Regions from separate parts of the Oryctolagus cuniculus genome. Here regions 2 and 3 are each linked to region 1. Evidence: chromatin contacts called from public Hi-C and Micro-C data. All regions are on one chromosome and are shown on one strand. Each heading gives the region's core, a stretch centred on a gene start, on an enhancer-like site or on the middle of the called end of the contact. The rest is flanking DNA. Distances are from core to core; before and after follow the strand shown. Region 1 overlaps LOC108177928 (a long non-coding RNA gene). Region 2 has its middle 660 kb from the start of N6AMT1. Region 3 has its middle 470 kb from the start of N6AMT1.

Evidence for each region. Hi-C and Micro-C count contacts between places; a contact is called where the count stands out from the background.
Region 2: a contact with region 1 is called in a Micro-C map of ear pinna, with 5 times the contacts expected there. The contact joins two enhancer-like sites. A contact is called at or near these places in 5 of 6 Hi-C or Micro-C datasets (ear pinna, embryonic fibroblasts, psoas muscle and 2 more).
Region 3: a contact with region 1 is called in a Hi-C map of an unstated tissue, with 2.2 times the contacts expected there. The contact joins two enhancer-like sites. A contact is called at or near these places in 3 of 6 Hi-C or Micro-C datasets (liver, skin fibroblasts and an unstated tissue).

Annotation. Positions count from the first base shown.
Region 1 is chr4:16,986,748-16,989,890 of mOryCun1.1, reverse strand. LOC108177928 (a long non-coding RNA gene) reads left to right here. Exons shown (of 3, transcript XR_001794589.3): 3 at 1-117. Among named protein-coding and RNA genes, the nearest start is that of N6AMT1, 210 kb to the right of the region's middle. Within about 2 kb of position 1,685, at least 1 of the 8 cell types and tissues checked has an H3K27ac peak or open chromatin away from gene starts, as enhancers often do. A contact at or near this core is called in ear pinna, where this site is marked.
Region 2 is chr4:17,436,179-17,439,321 of mOryCun1.1, reverse strand. No RefSeq gene overlaps it. Among named protein-coding and RNA genes, the nearest start is that of N6AMT1, 660 kb to the right of the region's middle. Within about 2 kb of position 1,696, at least 2 of the 8 cell types and tissues checked have an H3K27ac peak or open chromatin away from gene starts, as enhancers often do. A contact at or near this core is called in ear pinna, where this site is marked.
Region 3 is chr4:17,243,216-17,246,358 of mOryCun1.1, reverse strand. No RefSeq gene overlaps it. Among named protein-coding and RNA genes, the nearest start is that of N6AMT1, 470 kb to the right of the region's middle. Within about 2 kb of position 1,493, at least 1 of the 8 cell types and tissues checked has an H3K27ac peak or open chromatin away from gene starts, as enhancers often do.

The sequences.
Region 1 (3,143 bases), core at 436-2,935:
CCTGGCTTTGATCTGGCCAACCCTGGCCATTTCTCTCTCTCTCTCTCTCTCTCTCTCTCTGTGTGTGTGTGTGTAACTCTGACTTTCAAATAAATTAATTAATCTTTTTAAAATATATGAAATGAATTCATGTGCCATACCTGTCAGAAGTACAATGAAACTCTTCAAAATGGGGATGGCAGAAAAGAAGAGAAGTAGTAACACTTGATGAATGACATGAGTGCTGATTGATCTGTACCAGAGATTTCATTTAATTAAAGAATTCACTACATCCATGACCACCAGGAGGAGAGTGGAGTCGAGAACAGAAGATGGTGAGATGATCCTAGCCATTAAGGCTGCTTTTAAGGGATAGAAGTAATCCATCGATTTCAGGAAACAAAAAGTAATGCGGCTTCAAATTTGGCCTCTTACGTCTTTACCAGAAAATTGGTGCCTTGAAACTACAGTGTCACTGTGACTACTGAGAAGTCTACCATTCTGAAGCTATCTAATAAGGGAGAGACTAAGTAGGTGCCAGCCAAACCTTCCCCAGACATGGTATTTAAAACGTGTGCTACAGACTCAATCCAGGTTGAGTAAGATAGACCGACATTGAGCTGCCCTTCTGGAAAGCTGTCTGTGATTAATTGCTGAACACTTTCATCTACAGTATCTCCTGAAGGGGAGAGCCCAGGAGGCAGATCATTCTCGGATCTTCTACAGTTTGGCCTCTGCTGGAACCCCTTAGCAATCGATCTTAACGCTTATCTCCAAGCTATTTATTCTTAACAAATGGAGCCACCACTCCTATTTATTATAATTCCTGCCATGTGGGAAGCGTGTGCTTCACACATCATCTTACGTGATAATCACATTTCAAGCTCTTCAACCACATAAATGCATTTACAGAGTGCAATTTTAGACAAAAATGGTTATAGGCTATGTAAACTATATAAAATCTGGTTTTTAAAACCATTTGTTTTGTGCTTTTAGAAAACCCCATATGCTACAAATTTTTAAAAAGTGAATTCTAAACTAAAAATCTTTGTGTTTTATTTTGTTCTGAAATTTGGCAACAGTTGACATAGTCTGACCTTAGGAATATTACATTGTAGCTCACAAGCTGATTCATTTTTTCACTGAGAATCTTCAATCAGAAAGCATATAGTCATGAACAATTCAACTGGTTTTGTTTTGTTTTGTTTTATAATTCAACTTTTAGGGATCTATTTTCCAAGACAATAAGCATCTGCTTTGACAAAAATGTATTCTCTGTGTATAGGAAGGGTGCCAGTAAAGAGCAATTGCTCCTTATAAGTCTAATTCCCAACATTCCAGAAACATGGGAAGCACACATGACTTTTGGGGCTAGATTTGAGAGTTTAGAAGCAGGGCCTGGCCCTGTACACCTTTTGTGGTGCAATACTGCCATCTGGCGGTCGATATAAATTATTTCAGATATAGTTGCAGAGGGCGACTACTCTAATCCTTAAGGATATTTCTAGTCTGCTTTCAGATATATTATGACTCTCCAGATCTCTAGAAGACACACAGAGAATGTGCTTTCGAGCCCTCAGCTCTGTCCCGCTCTGGCTGCGCCCCTCCCCACAGATCAAGGAGTCCTGGAGCTCGGAGGTAGCCCCCACGCAAGCCCAAGCCCCTTTCTGCAAGCTCCCTGCCCTCAGCTCACCTCATCAGCAATTCCTTAGGAATGCTCCAATGTTCCCACTGTGCCTGAGTTGTTAATGAATAACAGTGCGCTGCCGTTTCCCGCATATTACTTGCATTTGATCAGCTTCCCGACATTCCACCCACCCCGTCTCACAATAATAATGAAAAACAATTTTTAAGATATAAAAACAGGTCCTCGAAGTAACTTTTCAAATTCTACCCTCGAGTGTGCAAGAACGGTGAAGCATTTTCCAAACCTTAAGTCTCCACTGCCACCTTCAGGATGCTTGTGGTAACAGCAGGTACTAGAATAGTGGCTGACTGGGGCACATGTTCTGGTACCAGCAAGAGAACTTGGTTGAATCTTGTAATTGAACCAGGTGAGAAAGAAGCAGATGCCGTTTAGTTTATGGCATTTCACAAAATCTTGGAACGCATTTTATTTGCCACTCTGCTAGACAATAGAATTAAAAAAACAGGTAACACTGTATGTAATGTAAATAGAAATCTAAGAGCTTATAAATGTAACTGTATGTTACCTATATAATACATATACCAAAACTCTATGAATATAAAATTTATATACGCATGCCCCACACTAAGGACAACTGACACATCTATGGGGCTTTTGATGTGACAGGCTGTGATCTGTGTGCTTTATCATTGTTAACATGTTTCTACATTCTTAATTGCCTCAATAACTCCATGGAGGTAGCTATTACTATTAAGCCTACCTATTTTACAAAAGGGGAAACTGAAGTTCTGAGGAGTTTGCTTCTCTATAGTCACATAGCCAGTAAACGGCAAAGTCTGGACTTGAGCCTGGCTGTCTGGCTTCAGGGTCAGTGTTCCTTGCCATTGGATGAACCCTGCCTTTTCGGAACAGAGAGAAAGCAGGGTGGGTGCTGTGGGTAGCAAAAGCAGGCAGAGAACCACTTGTCCCTGGATGTGGTGATCACTAAGCTATGGAAGCTCTATGCTCACTATGGTACTTGCTAGTAGGGAGGAAGAAAACAGAAAACAAATAGTTTTAAAGGAAATCAGAATAAGACGATCTGATTTTAAAATGGCTGAAGGACTATTTTATATCAAGCAGTTTAAGAAGAGATTATATTAAGCTATGGCCAGTCTAAAAATTAATTTCAATCTATCTCCATGCAGATCTGTGGGGAGTATTCCAGACACACCTGCAGATTTAAGGCAAAGCTCCTGAGAGGGGTTTGCAGTCTGGACACACCGCAGGTCCACAATTAAGGCTCATTTGTCAGGAGTAGAGGGGAAGGAAGAAAAGCAAGCAGGGAGTTCTGAGAGCCAGACCTGGCCAAAGATGGACGGCTTGATAAGCCACACCAGGTGCAGGATTTTATTCCAAGTAGGAAGAGGAACTACGGAACAACTTTGAGCTTATCACAAAAGATCACTCCAGCTGCTCTATGAAAATAGGATTGGCAGGAGCACAAAGTGGAATCAGAATCCTGAGTCAATCATCA
Region 2 (3,143 bases), core at 447-2,946, 450 kb before region 1:
GGACCCTGGAACTCGTTCAAAGTCTCCCAATTGGGTGGCAAGGACTCAAATACTGTGCTTTAGCAGGAAAGTTGATTGGAAACAGTACTTGGGACTTGAACCAGGCACTCTGATATAGGATGTGGGCATGCCATGTGCCAGCTTAACTTGCTGCGCCACAAAGCCCATGCCATGAATTTTCAAATATTGGAGACTGAAAGTTGTCTCAGTTTCTGAGTATTTGCCCAACATAAGCCAAATTTTGAAACTAGTTTCTCAAGTTTAGATATTTCACCTTGAAAAATTCTTAAAAGACTAAATAAACATTTTAATGTGCTGTAACATATCACACAAAATCAGGAGAAGTTTTCAGCATAGATATTTCTGGTTACCTGGCCAAATTATGTGTTGATTTCACAAATATATGTAAGTATGTAAAAGGGACTTTACATCTTAAACTTTCAAAAAAGTCTTGATATGGAAGATTAATCACAGACATCAGAAAGAAAACCAAAAAGTTCCAGTGTTACCCTGTCACTGTAGCAAGAACTATTGAGTATCATCAACTTGGCAACTGCATGAAGGATGAGTGGACAGAGCTGGAAGCCCTTCTGAGTACTAAGTGTGTCCTGGAGCTCAGTGGAGAGATGGACTGTTAAATTTCTGATTTAACTACTGTGGCTACAAAATATCTCAGATATAAAGACTATCCTACACATTATGGGAATATTTCCAATGGCACATAATTTCTATTTAAGTGGGAATTTGAAGTACTGCTTTGATTGAGAGGGGATTTTGAGGTCTGGGCTTGGAAATGATTTTGAATAGACAAGGACACAGATGTGGTGGCTTTGTGGGGGGAGACATCAGTAAATGCTACTTCTGTAAGATTGCAAACTTCTCTTCCAGGAGAAGTTGGTCTCTGAATATAGCATTCTGGCCAGCAAACAAGCAGAAACAATTAGTATACAAATAAAATCATAGTATTAACAAAAAAAAAATCCCTTCATATGTTTTACCTAATTGGAAGGGAGGTGGGAAGATGGTAGAGACAGGTGAGTTTAATGCAAAACCTCCAACTGAAAAGCAGCACTCATCATCTGGATCAATGCACCCTTGTTTTAGTTTTTGATATTGTTGGCTTCCTGTACAACATAGGATTTCTCAAGGCATTTAAGATAATAACAGCCCTATTTCAAATAAAATATGTGAGTTTTCCACTGAGATTCTTCAGTTTAGCAAACATCTCTGAAGTCAGCCTCCTGTACCACTGTTTTGGAATAGCTGGCCCAAGAGCAGGCAGCTCCCCACATTGGCAGAGCTGTTGTTGGGATACTACATTGTTCTGGGTCTGCCCATCTGATATGCCTATCCCAGAGGAAGAACTGCAGGAACTGATAGAAGGTTGGAGAGCCCTGTTTCCTTCCATTTCATACTTCTTGACCAATTAAAACAAAGTACTAACGTGGAAAAATCAGTAATCACATAACAAAAATCCTCAGGCATGAAAACTTTTCATTCTGGACAGTGGAAACTTTATTTTGTTACATCCTCCCGCAAATTTGCTTACAAATCAGAAAAACAGGACTGAAAAGAAAAAAAAAAAAAAGAAGGCAAGCTTCTTGCCAGTATTCTGTGCCCCTGGCTTCTCTGGCCACGGCAAACTAAGAGCATGATGGACTCTTTGGCAATCCATGATGTTCTTTCCCTTCACTGGGGGTTGGGCTCTACATTTCTCTTCCTGATTACCCAATCTTGCAGCTGCAGCATCTACTCTTCTCCCCTGGCATTGGCTGGACTTTGACTTGAAACTCTGTTCTGGGCTCACAGTGACCTCTCATGCTGACCTGCTACATCTTTTTGCTGACATAGCTCCCAGGGACTGTTATTGCTGCAGAAGAAACAATCCCCCTTGAATACAAGTATCTCCCTGATATCAGTGCACAGAATACTAGCCTTGCCAAAAAAAAAAAAAAAATGAAATTATCAAGAACTCTTTCAGTCTCCTTTCTTGAAGATTTTTGCATTAATCTTCTCAGGAGACTGAGCAGTTTACACTGATGAACACCACAATGTGTGACATCCCAAGGGCCCTCTTTTATGCTGTCAATGCTATCATGTGCCAGAATCAAATCTAGACAACTCAGTTATGTCCTGACAAGCTCCTTGCTCATCCAAAGCACCCACGAGGGATTAAAATAACCTTTGACCCCACTCTGTGAATGTTTTCAGTCTGTATTGCAATTTAAAAAACATCAATTCCAATGTTCTTTGCAATGTTTCTCCCCTACAAAGTTTTAATTTTTGGTAGAAACCTTAGCTTTCATTCTTATGCTGAAGTCAATAAAATTGATGGGCAAAACGAGACTGCCCTATGAAATATCTGCTTCACTGAAAAAGATAACTACAGACATGAATGGCAAAATTGTACTTTTCTTTGAATGTTCAAAGTTAGGAAAACTTGTAGTTATGGCTTAGCTTTGTCTCATGCTTATTCCAAACTGGTTGAATCCATGTGGGTATTTTCTAACCACTCTATTTTTAAAAAGCTTATTTACTGAAACTCACATGTATTTCATTTAAATTATCTTCACCTTTTAAAGCTGGGATGAGTTGTTTGGCTCTTTCAATATTTATCTCAATATATTGTGGTAGCTTCAAAAGCCAATATAAATTTCTTTTAGAAGTACCAAAGAAAACTTTCATTCTCTAACCCTATATTTATTTTTTTAAAAATTCTTCTCTTTTAACTTACTATTTTAAGGCAACTACACATGAAAAGTAGAGCAACAACTTTTAACCTTATGTATGACTGTATTTTAAAGTCTTTCATAAGGTTGAACTTTTCTCATTGTCATTTATGAGAATGCATCTTGTATTTATTATCATTTTTATCCATGTATATAATTATGTGTCAGTGTATGAATGGTCTGCAAAAAGTTCATGAAAATATGTATTATAAGAAATCTATGCATGGACTTCCAAATCACGGACCAAAATAAACTGGAATTAGCTTGTTAGAGCATATCTAAACAGTATCTAGCTGGAGGCACTAAAAAGTTTGAAAAGAGCCCTTATAAGGCACAGCGACATTAATTCTGCTAACATTGAAGCAAGAACAAAATAATTGATAGTGAAGTTGGTGGAACAATGGTGAAATTTTC
Region 3 (3,143 bases), core at 244-2,743, 260 kb before region 1:
CTCAATGGTTAACCACAAGATAAATCATCATATGTCCTAAGCAAAAAAAAAAAAAAGTTGTGCATCAGTATACCTTTTTATTAATACATGAAATAAGTTCAATGGAAACAGGAGTAACTTTGGGGGAATACTATGTGTGACTATCCACCCCTTCTGTGAGCTTTGCTTATTTTAAAATTTCCTATTTCTCCAATTAGATTATAAGGTACTTGCTATTTAAAATCATTTAGCATATGGAAGCAATGTAGTCTACAATAAGGGTATAGAGGCACGCTAATATCACTATCTACTTTTTGAAGTGGAGCAGAAAGGAACAGATAATATGAAATTCACAAAAAAAATAAAAAATTAAAAAAAAAGAAATTCACAGCCAGACCTGCTAACTTACATTCACATCAAGGCATTACTTTTATTAAGAATTTATAATGAACTTTGAATAGGGCATTTGGCACAAAAATTTCAGCTCATTCTTTCTTAAATGAATTTGATAAAACTCATGGTTTCTTTTCCAATCAAAATGTTAGGAAGTACCACGCCCAGACCACTCTGTAGCCAGGCTTTTGATTTCTGAGAAATTCTTGTCCAGGCCACCAGGGAATGAAAGGTCAGCTTTAAGGGAGTTTCCGGAACAAGAAGAATATCAATGAAATTGGCTTGATTTTTTTAGGTGATGAAAAAAAAAATCCCTTAACTAGAGCAAGTGTATGGGAGTAAGACCATAGTTTTATCAAATTTAACATAAGCATTTGTTCAGATTCTTCAAAACTTTTTCCCATGATTAAAATTCTTGTTTGTTGCATTTTTGGCATGATAGCTATGTGACTTTGAGCACTGGTCCAAAAGTCATAGTACAGTTTTTTGTTGCTGTTACAATAAATTAATAAATTGGAGGAAATAGTTTTTTTGACATTCACAGTGAATAGCCCACTTTGGGGGAAAATAATCACAATTTATTATCAGATATGATCTTTATGCATTCTTCACTTGTTTTGCCAAAAGTTGCCTGGATAAATCTTGGGGAACACTTAAATAAGACAGTTGTCCATGTATGGTCCAAGGAACACAGAGGTTCCCAAAATCCTTTCAGGGAACCTATACTTTCCTTACTTTTCCATCAAAAGATCTGCAAGAAGTCAGCATTTCTCTAAGCATTTGAACCAAAACAACATAGTGGAATACACTGAATGTAGAAGCAGTTAAGAGAATTTGTGTTCTGTTCAAGCCAGGCTCCTAGAGGGATCAACAGGTGCTGAATTATGGAAGACAATAAAATTGCCCTCAAGCAGCTAAAAATAAACATGTACACCTCAGCATACAGGAGTTTAAATTCCATGTATGTTTCTGTATTGTATTTGATGAATGTATGATCCATCCTGTCCAGGGATTCTGATTTATAGTAAATACAAGCCAAACCAGCTCCCATAAGCAGCTCAGTACATGCATAATCTTGTGTCACATGTTTGCAGAAGCAGATTCCACATTCCTGCTATTCTCATCCAACTATGGTTTCTCCTTTCCATAAATGTCTTCTGGGCTTACATCCAGAGATCAAACTGTACCTTCTCTAACGAACAGTTCCTTTATGAAATTCTCTGAAATAAGATGAATCTGAAAATGTCTCTAATTGTCTATATTTCCTTTTACCCAAGCATTTTTCAAGGTGTTTTTTAGTTCATCTCATTAAGAAGTAGACTCTGTTTCTCTATTCCTTAAAACTTGGACGGTTTCATGATTTACTTTGTCCATTAACAAATAATAAAGCTTACTCTACCAATTCCAAGTCTAGACTTTCTCTCTTGCTCCTTTGCCGTCTTCACAGGAACAAGCTCGGAAGAGCATGTGGAAGATGAAAGAGCATGTATAGCGTAGCCGTGTCGCCCCAGTTGGGGCAACTCCGGGTCAGCCAGCCCCAACTTCCCACTATTTGACCACAGAAGCATGAATAAATCCAACCAAGAGTAGATATTTCTGGCCTGTATTAAAAGAGCCACAGGCAAAAGAAAATACCCACCCCCCCACACCCAGCCAAAATTTAAGCTTATGATAAATAACAACATTTTTTTTTGTTTTATACAAAACATCATACTCTGAACAAACTGTTCCCTGTTAGACCAATTATAAATAAGAAAAATAAATGTTTTATTTTGCTTTCACTGATTACTTCTGTAATGTTTCGTTTTTGTAGGAAATTTGTAGATTCAACTTTCTGAACTGTATGACATTTTCCTTCTCTCTGAATGACTCTAACAGTTATTGCAAGGCAGGTCTACTGGAAATAAATTTCTTAAATTTTTGTTTCTCTGGGAAAACATTTCAAATTAACTTTTCCATAATAATTTCACAGGTACAGAATTTTAGGTTACTTGCCCCCCCACACACACTCTCAATTTTTTCTCCACTCTATTGCTTGCATGATTTCTGAGGAAAAGTTATATGCAATTCTTATCTTTGGTCCTCCAAAGGCAAAGTGCCCCCTCCATCACCACCACTTTCAATCTTTTTTCTTTTTTTTAACTTTTATTTAATGAATATAAATTTCCAAAGTACAGCTTCTTGATTACAATGGTTCCCCCCATAACGCCCCTCCCACCCGCAACCCTCCACTTTCCCTCTCCCTTCCCCCTTCCATTCACATCAAGATTCATTTTCAATTCTCTTTGTATACAGAAGATCAGTTTAGCATATATTAAGTAAAGATTTCAACAGTTTGCACCCCCATAGAAACACAAAGTGAAAAATACTGTTTGAGTACTAGTTATAGCATTAAATCACAATGTACAGCACACTAAGGACAGAGATCCTACATGAGGAGTAAGTGCACAGTGACTCCTGTTGTTGACTTAACAAATTGACACCCTTTTTTATGCCATCAGTAATCACCCTAGGCTCTTGTCATGAGTTGCCAAGGCTATGGAAGCCTTTTGAGTTCACTGACTCTGATCATATTTAGCCAAGGTCTTAGTCAAAGTGGAAGTTCTCTCCTCCCTTCAGAGAAAGGTACCTCCTTCTTTGATAACCTGTTGTTTTCACTGGGATCTCACTCACGGAGATCTTTCATTTAAGTGTTTGGTTTTTTTGTTTGTTTGTTTGTTTGTTTGTTTTTTATTTTTTTGCCAGAGTGTCTTGGCTTTCCATGCCTGAGA